Regions from separate parts of the Gossypium hirsutum genome. Here region 2 is linked to region 1. The links are chromatin contacts, called in public Hi-C maps. All regions are on one chromosome and are shown on one strand. The core of a region is the stretch at or near the end of the contact, and the rest is flanking DNA. Distances in the headings are between cores, read along the strand shown. Region 1 holds the start of LOC107949570 (D-glycerate 3-kinase, chloroplastic). Region 2 holds the start of LOC107949577 (F-box/kelch-repeat protein At5g60570).

The links. Hi-C and Micro-C count contacts between places; a contact is called where the count stands out from the background.
Region 2: a Hi-C map of leaf shows a contact between it and region 1, with 2.2 times the contacts expected there. The contact joins the promoter of LOC107949577 here to the promoter of LOC107949570 in region 1. A contact is called at or near these places in 3 of 34 Hi-C or Micro-C datasets (all in leaf).

What each region holds. Positions count from the first base shown.
Region 1 is chrD03:14,154,756-14,160,305 of Gossypium_hirsutum_v2.1, reverse strand. LOC107949570 (D-glycerate 3-kinase, chloroplastic) reads right to left here and starts at 4,130. Exons shown (of 12, transcript XM_016884268.2): 1 at 3,785-4,130; 2 at 2,612-3,000; 3 at 2,158-2,237; 4 at 1,982-2,033; 5 at 1,860-1,901; 6 at 1,500-1,578; 7 at 1,374-1,405; 8 at 1,219-1,287; 9 at 1,043-1,117; 10 at 332-448; 11 at 190-240. The coding sequence starts at 4,091.
Region 2 is chrD03:14,383,131-14,389,275 of Gossypium_hirsutum_v2.1, reverse strand. LOC107949577 (F-box/kelch-repeat protein At5g60570) reads right to left here and starts at 3,502. Exons shown (of 4, transcript XR_005911225.1): 1 at 330-3,502.

The sequences.
Region 1 (5,550 bases), core at 2,881-5,380:
TCTAAATTTTTATAATTTAATTTTGATCCCAAAGATAAACTTCGGGCTTCGTCCCTGATATATTTAAAAGTTATAAAAGATCCTTAGAGGATTATATTTCAATACCCATATCCCTCAAGCACGAATACTTCACCAAAAGTGAAAAGTCGAAAGAATGTAATATATCACATAACAAATATGTAAAGGCACCTCTTCATCAGACATTCCAGGTTTCCCAGCCTCCCTCATGGCAACCTCAGCCTGCCCAAAAGAGTTAACAGAAGAAAAAGAAAATAGTGAAAGTTATCTATTATTGACGTAAAGTAATAACTTTTAAAATAAGAGTCCAAACCTGCAGACGCCACCGGTAGACACAACTTGGGTCCTGAATTTTGATAACAATCCATGCCTTAATGAACTTGTCCCATGCATCATAATATGCTTCAAGATTTTTATTTACTGTTTCCAGCTGCAAAAGTAAACATCAGCATCATCTATAACATAAATATCTCGAACTCAAGTGTGAGCGTAGGATGTCCATATATATATTAAGTTATTTCATGTATTTGATGAGTCTTTCAAAGATTACATTCTCATATCCATATCCAAATATGCATATAATATAAGTGTCAAATAAAGGTGCTTTGTGAAAAATGAAGAGTCGGAGTAACAAAGAACATCTCCAAGGGGACCTTGAAGAGTTGGGAGTTTGGAGGTTTAACACTAGGTATGAGTATCAGATGGGTTAAAGTACATGGGAAGTCCCTGTATTATAGGGACTAAATCAAATTAGTCCCTCTATCATTAAATGAATCAAATTAATCCCTATAATATTAAAAGGAACCAAGCAAGTCCAAATTGGGAGGTCCAATGGTGGGACCTCTCAATACATTTACTACATCAGAAGTGAGTTTTTGTTCAACACGAGCATGTTCAATTTTTCTAAGTCTTTTAATGTATTTGGAAGGTCTTTGGAGAATCATATCCCCATATCTATGCCTGATTTTGTATCGGACATGGATATGTCAAGCCAAATGAAGAATTGAAGCAACATAGGTCTAACCTGTGGGTCAACAGCTTTAACAACTTCAGCAGGAAGCGACTTAAACCCAAGCATCCAGCCTTCATATAAAATAACCTGAACTCAAATCACGTAAGTTATAGGCTACTTTTTGAGCAAATATAATCCAAGCACAACAGTACTAATCATTCCCCAGCTCTAGCTGAAGATTCTCTTACCGTTAACGGCCCTTCAACTTCTGGCCATACTGAAGGATCAGCTCTGTCACCCTTACCTCTATATGCAGACTGTAAAAAACAATAGTACTATAATGAGCAGAGTTCAACTAAAAACTTAAGTATAAAACAAGTAAAATTGATAATATTGAGCTTACTTTATCATATCGGGGAAGCTTCATCCTCATGACTGTATACAACTCAAACATAATCAATCACAAGGCGATAGATAAACAGCAAATCATGCTAAGGAAAAATGAGTGAAGACAAAAAAAAAAGAATACCTTCTTTAGTCAACTTGGTTAGAGCTGTCAGTGTTTCAACAGAGAATGGAAGATCATGGCTCCCAGCATTTCCACGTAACTGCAATAAGACAATATTTCATTCTATGGAGACTACCAAAACAAATATCTATATTACTCAGATTTGAGTGTGTCAAAAGAAATATGTGTCCAATATAGGTATATTATATTCTATGTTTTTTATGTATATGAAGGGTTCTTGAAAGGTGATATTTCCTTACCCATATTCAAAAGTGTCGGATACCGATGTTAAACTCAAATAATTCAAAAAAAGAATGAAAAATCAAAGTACCATAGAAACAAATTATCCCACATTTAAGTAAAAGAAAAGTCAATAGGCACCTCCAAAAGAGCATTTCCTGGGTTCTCTTCCCTCAGTTTGGCCTATCAACATAAACTGTGTCAGAAACTGTAAGAAAGACGGAGAAAAGTTTAGCAAATGCCAAATACTCCACAATTGTTACCTGACCCTCTGCTGTCAAATAGAAATCATCAATGGATAATGTTGCAGACTTCCTGAGGTTAAGGTGGATTGTCAGTAGTTTCAATTGTTTCCACTTTCACAGTTTATATTATAACTATGAGAAAAAAGAGATATGAATCAATTTTATAAATTAAATTCTATTGCTCTTCTAGCTACCTGTTAGTGATCCTGAAAAGATAATCTAGAGCAAAGACAAGTGTCGTCTTTCCACAACCCTGTGGTGCACTGAAACCAATCTGCATCACAAAAAGTTGGTCAGTGCAACAGGATCCACCAAATAGTCAAGCTACATTACTCGGATTCGAATTTGATAGTCAGATATGGGTATGTATTAGATATGAGTATGACTAATTTTTCTAAGGTTTTCTTTCATGTATTTTGAGGATCCTTCGAGGATTACATCCAATGCCCAAGTCAAATATGCATCGGACATTGATATCTTCAGACATAAAAATAATGGACTCAGAGTTACGTAGCACAAGCCCTCAGCTATGAAAACCTTTTACAATATCCTAATCCTAATGGAATGGAACCCAAAATAGTTCTGAATTTTGCAAAGGAAAATCGAACACGAATGCACACAACAATCATTGCAAGACCTTATACATACCACTAAGGGAGGAATCTCTTCCCCATCTTTAAACTTGGACCTGTGTTCTGATATCTGGTCTTCGCACCATAAAAAGACTGGTATGTAATAGTGATAAAACCTTGCTTTCTCAGGAACAGTAAGGTAAAGTTCATTAAGCTGAAACAACCGACAAAGCTTTGATCCATAAAACAACCACTTGTCAATGGATTCAGCCACCTTTTCAGCAGTCAGTCCCACTTTGTCCATAAGAGGACCAGAACATATGAATTCATAAAGGTCTTGTACAGAGGAAACTTCTGCAGGTTTTGCAGGAAAAACCGAATATATTGGACCCTCCCTTAATCCACTGCCACTACTACTAGCATCAAGATTCATGGTGTTATCTTGCAACCATGAGCTGCTACTGCCTGCATATATAATTCAAAAAGAAGTGAAGATTTATTATGAACTAAACAGATAAGACATACAACAGCATTCAGTGTTGAGGGTATCAGGGGCCTCAGGATATTTGTATGTTCAATTGTTTAAAGTTTTTCTGTGTATTGTGAAGGTCCTTAGAAGATCATATTTCTGTACCTATATGGTGAGAAGCAAAATGAAGCACTGAACAACATCGAAGAAAACTCATTTCAGCATAAAAAAAGGAAAATTCCGAGAGCTCATAGGAATATTATACATCCAATGCGAATAATTAGAGTGTCTACTCAAAATTCCCAAAATTGATTAAGGAAAGAACAACCCCTTCCTTGATACCCCTTATTGGAAATTTCCAGTTCTAACCACCACGAAAATAACAAAGAAAACAATTAACAGTTCATGAAAAGTAAATCTAACAACTAAAATGGACTAAGCAAATTGAGTTCTTTAGTGGATAATCAGGGAAATTCTATAAACAGAATAAAAAATGTCTAGTTCACATTGTAATATAACATCAGTAGATTAGATTTTTGCTCCATTTTGTTTTCCTAATTCCTCATAAATCATTATTAAACAAACATTGAAAGACTAAATTCCTAACTGAAGCATCCCAAATTATTTTGAAAACATTAAGAAACAAAAGCAGGTTTCAAAAGTTCCGTTTTCTTAATCTTATCCTCACTTTTCCGGCCCATTTCAACGAGTACATAAAAACAGAACATAAACCATAAATAAACAACTATAATAAGAACAATTACACGTATAGAGAGATACCTGAAGTAGAGAAATGAGTAGCTGGGATAACTGATGTGGATTTTGCAGAAAGAGAAGAGAAAGCAAAACTAAGCAAAGAGGACTTCGCTTTATGAATGCTTTTAGTCTGATTAATATAAACATTTTGATTTTGGTTTTGCTTTTGATTATAATAATGGGAAATTCTAATATTAAAATGCGAGGTGGCTTGGCAAGGCGTTAATGTAGTCAAAGCCGCCATGTTTTTTAATGTTTCTCTCTCTGTGGAGGAGGAGGAGGAGGAGGAGAATGAACCGAAGGCAAAGCGATTGGGTTGGGCTATTGGCATGAATATTTTCCTTTGTATTTATTATTAAACATTTTATACCTTGTGATACTGGCAGGGCATGCTGTACACAAGCCAATAAAACATCATCCTATTCTTTACTTTTATTTGGTTTAGTATTATTATTGTGAATTAAAATCTTTTAAACATCAACATAAATATTTAATTTTTTAACGAAAAATATTTAGTTTTTCTATATTATTATTTATTTTTTATAAAAATAAGTAGTTTACAACTCAAGTTTTTGAGCAAAGTTTAAAATATGCATTAACTTGGTCGAATATAAATTAAAAATTAAAAACTTATTTGAAAGGGAATTAAATATTCATTTTTCATTTTTCATTTTTCATTTTTTATGTAATAAAAATTTATAAACTTATCTAGATGAAGCAATAAATTCATTTTTATTTTTTATTAAAGTGGGAAAAAAAGGTTTAGGTTGTATTTCTTTCACGAAATTAGATTGATTTTTTGGAAGAATTAATATTTTTGTGTCAGGATGACGTACAATATTTTTTATTGTTTGACCAATTTTCTTAAAATCATTTTTGAAACTTGTTTTTAATGAAAAAAAATATAAATTATATTTTCTTATAAAATGGTATTTAGAAATTTTCTTTTGACAAACGATTTTTATTTTATAATAAGATAATATTTTATAATAAATAATATCTTATATAATTTAATAATAATCAATATCTAATTAAAACTTAGGGCCCATTTGTTTGCATGTAAAATGGTTTCCGTAAAATTATTTCTGGAAAATGAGTTATTTTTTTGTAAAAGCTAATATTTTCTGATGTTTAAATAATTCTATATAAAATATTTTCCGTTGTTTTGTAGATTTCATGAAAATTTTTCATAAACAATATTTTAAAATTAAACAAACATACATTTGTGAATTTCTTGTCTTTTTATTATTTAATTGAGTTTTATTTTATATATATTAAATTTATATTTTACATTGTTTTTGCATGTATTACAATGATTTATTTATAAATAAATACAAATGTATAATAGTACACAATTATTAAGCTAGAATATTAATAGTCATAAATTGAAAAGAATTAAAATGAATAAATGACTCCTGATTGTGTTATAAAAAAAACAAAGATTGAATAATAATAAATTAGCTTCCAAACCACAATTAGTACTACAAATTAATAATATTATTCAAGTGCATATTTAGTACTACACCACATTAACATATTGATATTTTTAACCTTGGGAAAATTTTTGAAGCCAAATTTTTCTATGCTTCGTACTTTTAGCCAAGAAAGCTTTAGCCTCGAATTCATGACCCATAAGATAATCAAACATACTATAAAGGAAGTCGTCATCAAATCCTTCTACCTCTATCAACATCACTTCTCCTTAAAGATACGGTGTCTTGTCCTTGGTAAATTGTTCCAATGCATTAGCAATCTTACCAAGATGTTCACCCACAAAATTAATTTGTTCA
Region 2 (6,145 bases), core at 2,253-4,752, 230 kb before region 1:
TGCAGAATCAAATGTTCTAGATTGAGGTTTAACAGAATGGGAACGGCTACAAGACATTCCCACTAATCCCATTTGAACAAATAATGTGTGAACTTAAAGACTTTGAATTTTTGCTCATTAGTTGTGTCTCGGCCACCACCACCATTACCATATCTGAATTATTTCATTACCACCAACAAAAATCCAACTTGCACAGTTCAAGGAAGATGAAACGGTAAATAACAAAAACCATAAAAAATTAAAAAGAGGGATTAACCAGCAACCAATTGGGTCAAAACAACATGTTGCTTCTAAAAAACCACCACATATTTCTTCCTTTTCATTCATACCTTCGAGAGAGGAAGATGAACGCCATCGTCAATTGGTGCAGTGTAGATTTCGACAACGAAAGGCGGAAAGGAGGAAAATCAAAGATGAATGTCGGCGGTTGGTGTTGGGAACCATTGCTGGCTGGCGGCAAGCACTAAATCAGGGTGGGAAGGAAGGGGGAAGGGGAAGAGGCTTTGGGTTACATTTACTGCTGAAGAGAAAAACTTTGGAAAATGTCTTACCAAATGATAAACGGTAAGACATTTTCCTAAAATGAAGAGTTCTTTTCCCGTGTTTTGGAAAAACTTTTACAATGGGAGTTCATTTTCCACCAAACAAACCGTGGAAAAGGAGAAAAATATTTTCCGTAAAATGTTTTACAGGTAAACAAACACAGCTAGTTGCAGGTGCCCCCGCTGTAAGGTTGAGAATGAAACTGTGCTCCATGCTTTGAGAGACTGCCCAAGAGCGTGGGAAGTCCTCGTTGGTTGGGGTTTTGACAATAGGATGATGGTGAAACAGTTTAATTCCTGCATTGATCGGCTTGAAGATCCCATGCGCACCTTGGATAAAAAAGCTCTTGAAGATCTCTTCGTTGTGCTGTGGAATATATGGAACTCTCGCAATAATTTTATTTTTAGAGGTAAAGAAGAGGAGGCTCGCACTTTTTGGGAAAAACCGCAGGAAGGTTTCTTTAAAATCAATGTCGATGTTGCCGTGAATAATTTCGGGACGGGTTTGGGCATTATTATTAGAGACTCGAATGGTTTTGTCTTAAAGGGTAGAGGTATTTTTAAAGAAAGAGCAGTTAACTCGGAATGGGCTGAGTTGAATGCACTATTTGAAGGTATTGGCCTTGCTCGATGCCTTAATCTCAACAAGGTTAATTTGGAGATGGACTGCGCAAGTATTGTCAATAGAGTTCGAAAGGCACGGGCTGAAATTACAATTTTTGGGCACCGGATTAAGGAGACTCAGAGCATGCTTGATTCTTTTAATGAGGTTGATATTAGATGGATCGACAAGTGCTGTAATAGAGTGGCTGATTTTCTTTGGTATTGGTCACTTAAAAATTGTTGTAACTTAGATTTTGATATGGATTATGCTAGTGAAATCCATAACTTATAATTATTGATGCAAGTTAAATTGATTTTGTGGCCTGTGTGGCCTTTTCTTCATAAGTAAAAAAGAAAAAATACTAAGAAACCTTCAAAAGTAAAACAGGGAACTCGCACTATGTTACTTTACTCAGTATATATTTGACATTTCACACCCTTTTTAATATTTGAGAGCTTTTGAAGAATTAAATTTCTACATCCATATCCATATCAAAGCGTACACGAATACGTGAAGTCTGCATGTACACTTGTTTTATGTGCAGCTTTACAGATATTTTAGATTTCATTTTAATTTTTTATTGGAAAAATAAGAAAATTAAATCCATATGAACAAAACAGTCCCCCATTAAAATGCTACCTAAATATTTGCTTTGGATTAAGTTCAATTAAGAAAACTTATTGGTTTTGGAAATCAAAACTTATAATAAGTTTCAATAAACACTTACATTTAACTTTTGAGAATGTCAATAGAAGATAGTGGTGGGTTTCGCTCGTCGGAAGATCGGGCCACCAAAAAAGTGCGCTTTAAGGGAACAGATGGGGAGGAAGGCGTTGATATGATCGTAGATATGTCTCCTGAGCCAATGCTTTCTTGGAAGGATAGGCTTCTGGGTAGGGGAGCTCTTGGGTCTAAAAACTCATCTGTTGATTCGGATAGGGGGTTTGAGGAATATTTTGAACTATTGGATAGAGATGTCATGAGATCCACTGTTAATGGAGTTCTGTCAATAATGTTCTCTAATCGGGTTCAGCGAATTCTGGTAAAGGAGATGGCTACCATGGTGGTTGTTAAGCTTTTGGGGGAGGAACATTGGCTATACCACCCTACAAAACAAGATTTATAATTTATGGCAGCCATCCATGCCGTTTAAACTTATAGATGTGGAACATGGGTACTTTTTGGTGAAATTCCAAAGCAACGATGATTCTGAAAAAGAGCTTACACAAGAGCCATGTGTTGTGTTCGGACAATATTTAACCGTTCAACCGTGGATGCCAGATTTTAATCCCTTGCAACTATTTCCAAATGTTGTTATGACGTGGATTAGATTGCCAGGTTTGCTGGGGTTTCTATATAAGAGAAAGATTTTAGAAGAGATTGGCGGTTTCATTGGTAGAGTGGAAAAACTCGACTACAATAGAAATAGTAGGTCGAGGGGGAGATTTGCTCAAATGGCGATTTATGTTAACCTTGACAAACCACTGATCCCTCAGATTCTGGTAAATAGAACAGTTCAACGAGTAGAATATGAGGCCTTACCGTTGATTTGTTTTGGTTGTGGCAGGAATGGCCATATGAAGGTCCTCATAATCTGGATCACCCAAGGGAGAAGGAGGTGGTGTCGGTTGGTAACATCGAGGGGAAAGAAGAGGAGGCGTTTGGGCCATGGATGGTTGTGAATCAGAAATCATGGAGAGCTCCCAACGAGAAATGAAATATAAAAGCAAAAAATCCAGAAAGATCTTTTTGGATCTAGATTTAATATTCTGGAAGGAGAGTTGGATGTTGAGATTTTGATAGATTTTTAGGGTTTCAAATTTCAAAAAGAGGGCTTCATTAGAAACAAGTGTAAGGCAGATTTTAATGACAACAAAGTCTTGGAGAGTGGATCGGTTAGGCAGGATAAGGGTTCGACACATAAAGCAGGTGTAAATGGCGTTTCTGGGCAGAACAAAAGAATTGGAGAAACTGACATGGCTAAGCATGGGCCTAGGCTGGAGGGTGTTGTTGCCACTTCAAGTTTGGGCGGCTCTTCTGTTGGGGTGGAGCTTGGGCTTGTTTTGGGAGATTCTGCGCTTCATCAGGAAGGCCAATCTACCTTTAATATGGTGTATAATAATTTCCCTGTTTCAGGTCAGAATAATAAAGTTCATTTGGATTCCGAAATTGCTGGTAATATTTTTTAAAATTCTCCCAATATTGGTTCCATGATGGAGAATGGTAAGGTTTCGAATCTCCCATTTAGTCCTTGGTCGATCACGGCTTCGCTTATTAATCGTTCCTACAAGGGTTCGGTTGAAATTGTGGTGCCAATTAATGACGGAATGTTGGATCCCGTTAAGCATTCTGCTATGCATTTTAAAGAAAATTCGGATCCTAAAATTAAAAATCTATCGGAGGGTAGTGGTCTTGGTGAATTGGGAGAAGGATATCTGGGCCTTAAAGGACGAGGTTCGGGGTACAAAGGGGTTTTTGTCTAGAGCGGAAGGAGCCTTAAAGGGTCATGGTGGTCATGTTAAAGTTGCTGACAATTCTTAAGTTCCTTAAACTAAATTGTCACATCCCATATTTTTATTTATTAATTTGTCAATTCATAAATAAGTTAGTGAGTAATCAAGTGGTTAAGTGCCAAATTTAATTTCTAGAGATCCTAGGTTCAATTTCTTTTACTCACATATATTTTTTTTAGAATTTTTGGCATTTAAAAAGGGGTTGGTCAACCCCCTTGCCATCCAACCCATTGTTGCCATGCTCGGGAAGAATCTTCCCTTGTTTACATGGTCAACATTCCCTCAATAACCTCATTTTCACTCCCAAAATTCCCTTTCCATGCCATTTTACCTCCCTTACCGTACCTTAACCGTCCAATGCACCTAGACACATGAAACACTTTTATTGTTTTGTTCGTTTTATTCTCCATCTCTCTTTTTGCCGCTTCATTCTATTCTCCACCTCTTTTTGCCACCCCTCCTCCTTGCTTCTCCTCTTTCTCTAATTTTTCTCCCATTTCACCACTTAAATCACTTCTTTTCTTCATATTTCTTCCACTCATCCACCACTTTTAGCCAATTGAACCACCACCACACCACCACCGCCGAACTGTTGCCACCGTACCACCATCATCCTTCACCTTTCTTCTCCGTTTTTCATCCTCTTCTCTTTTATCTCGTAATTATTTTTTCATATGTACAAACATTATATTTTGATTTTTTTAAAAGGATTTATTGACAACCTTTCTAATTCATCTTTATTTTATTTGTTAGTAGAAGACCCTCCTCTCTAAATGAATCATCGTAGGAATAAATAAGCCTCCTTACTCTCGATATTGTGTAAGTATTGACGATCCTCCGATCACAATTAATTCTTTTACTTTTATTCTCTATTAAGATGATTCTAACATTAAGTTTTATTGTGCATTCGAGAAGTGATATTCGTAAATCCCGGATCTATACTCCATATTTTGGAAGCGTTCGTTTTGGGCAGCCGATTAAGTAATTATTTTACTTAATCACTTAAATGAGAGATATTCATCAAAATATCGTTATTCTGATACGATATGAATTTTTTTTTCAAAAACTAATGCTTCAATGGTCGATCTCCTCCTTTAGAGTGGGATAAGGAGTTGATACCATTGGAATTCATGAAATCAGGTGTGAGGATTTATTTATCTTAAAATACCTGAAATTATTGTTAATTAAATAAGTAAATAATATTAACTATTTACTTAAGAAATTATGTAACGCGAAAATGGACAAATACATTATGTATTTAAATGGATTAAAAATCCGTTAAAAAGGAGGATCTCAATTAAGTGATTCTGAACTTTCGGATCTGTGATAATAAGTATATGTTTGTACGATTTTCTGTTAAATGTGATGTTATATGATTTCTTGATACTCATGTATTGTGACTTATGGCATTATTGGATATGCATGAAAAATAATCATGCCACTGTTTTTGTTGGTATTCTAATTCGCATGTTAAGCATGTCATTATACTAATTCTGATTCGCATGTTAAGCATGCCACTATACTGATTCTAAATCGCATGTAAAGCATGCCCACTGAAATTATGTTCTGTGTGCCATATCACATGCATGGGGTTGGGATATGATTGTACTGAGGAAGATTCTGGCAGTTTAATAATTTGCATAATTCTGGTGGTTTAACCACACTATCTGGCAGTATATATGCATTATTTGATGGCTTGACTGCAATATTCTGTATTTGGCAACTTGATTGCATTATCTGGTGGCTTGTCCATATTATTGGTGTGTTATTGGATGGACAAGTTCTAGGAAACTCTTTATGGCATGTAGCGGAGATGGGTAGGAATTGTTTTTTGAAAATCTGCACTGTTTCTGAAAAACATTGCATTGACATCATTGCCATGCTTACTGATAAATGTGATTTTGTGATTGTATATTTATGTATATGTGATCTGTTATATTGTTGAGATTCTGTTTTAATTTTTATTTCTATGCAAATTGACCCACATTGGGCTTTAAAAGCTCACCCCTTTATAGTTTTATTTTTTAGATAATGATCGAGGTTAGGACATGGGCTTAGTTTACGGAGGTGCTCTCAGATATCTACTTGAATAAACTATTAAACTATATGTTTTGGTATTTTTGGACTATCTGTTTATTTTCTACGGACTGTGGCATGGGACATTATTTTGGATTTTTGGACGTTTTGCATGATTTGGTTTTTTTAAAACTAAAATTTAAGACGGTTTATAGATATGGAAAGAAAAACTAGAATTTTCAACCTAATGACAAACTCAACTCAATGATTGTTTTTTCAAATTCAAGACTTCATCTTTTTTGAAACTCAAAACTTTCTGCTTATTTAATTGAGATTTTACAAAACATGTCAAAGTTATGATTTCAATCAACAAGTGAAATTTAGTTATTTTTTGCTGCAACATTTTTTTTGAAATATGATGTTTTCTGTAAACATTCGAAACTTGAGTTTTTCTAAAGATAATCGGTTTT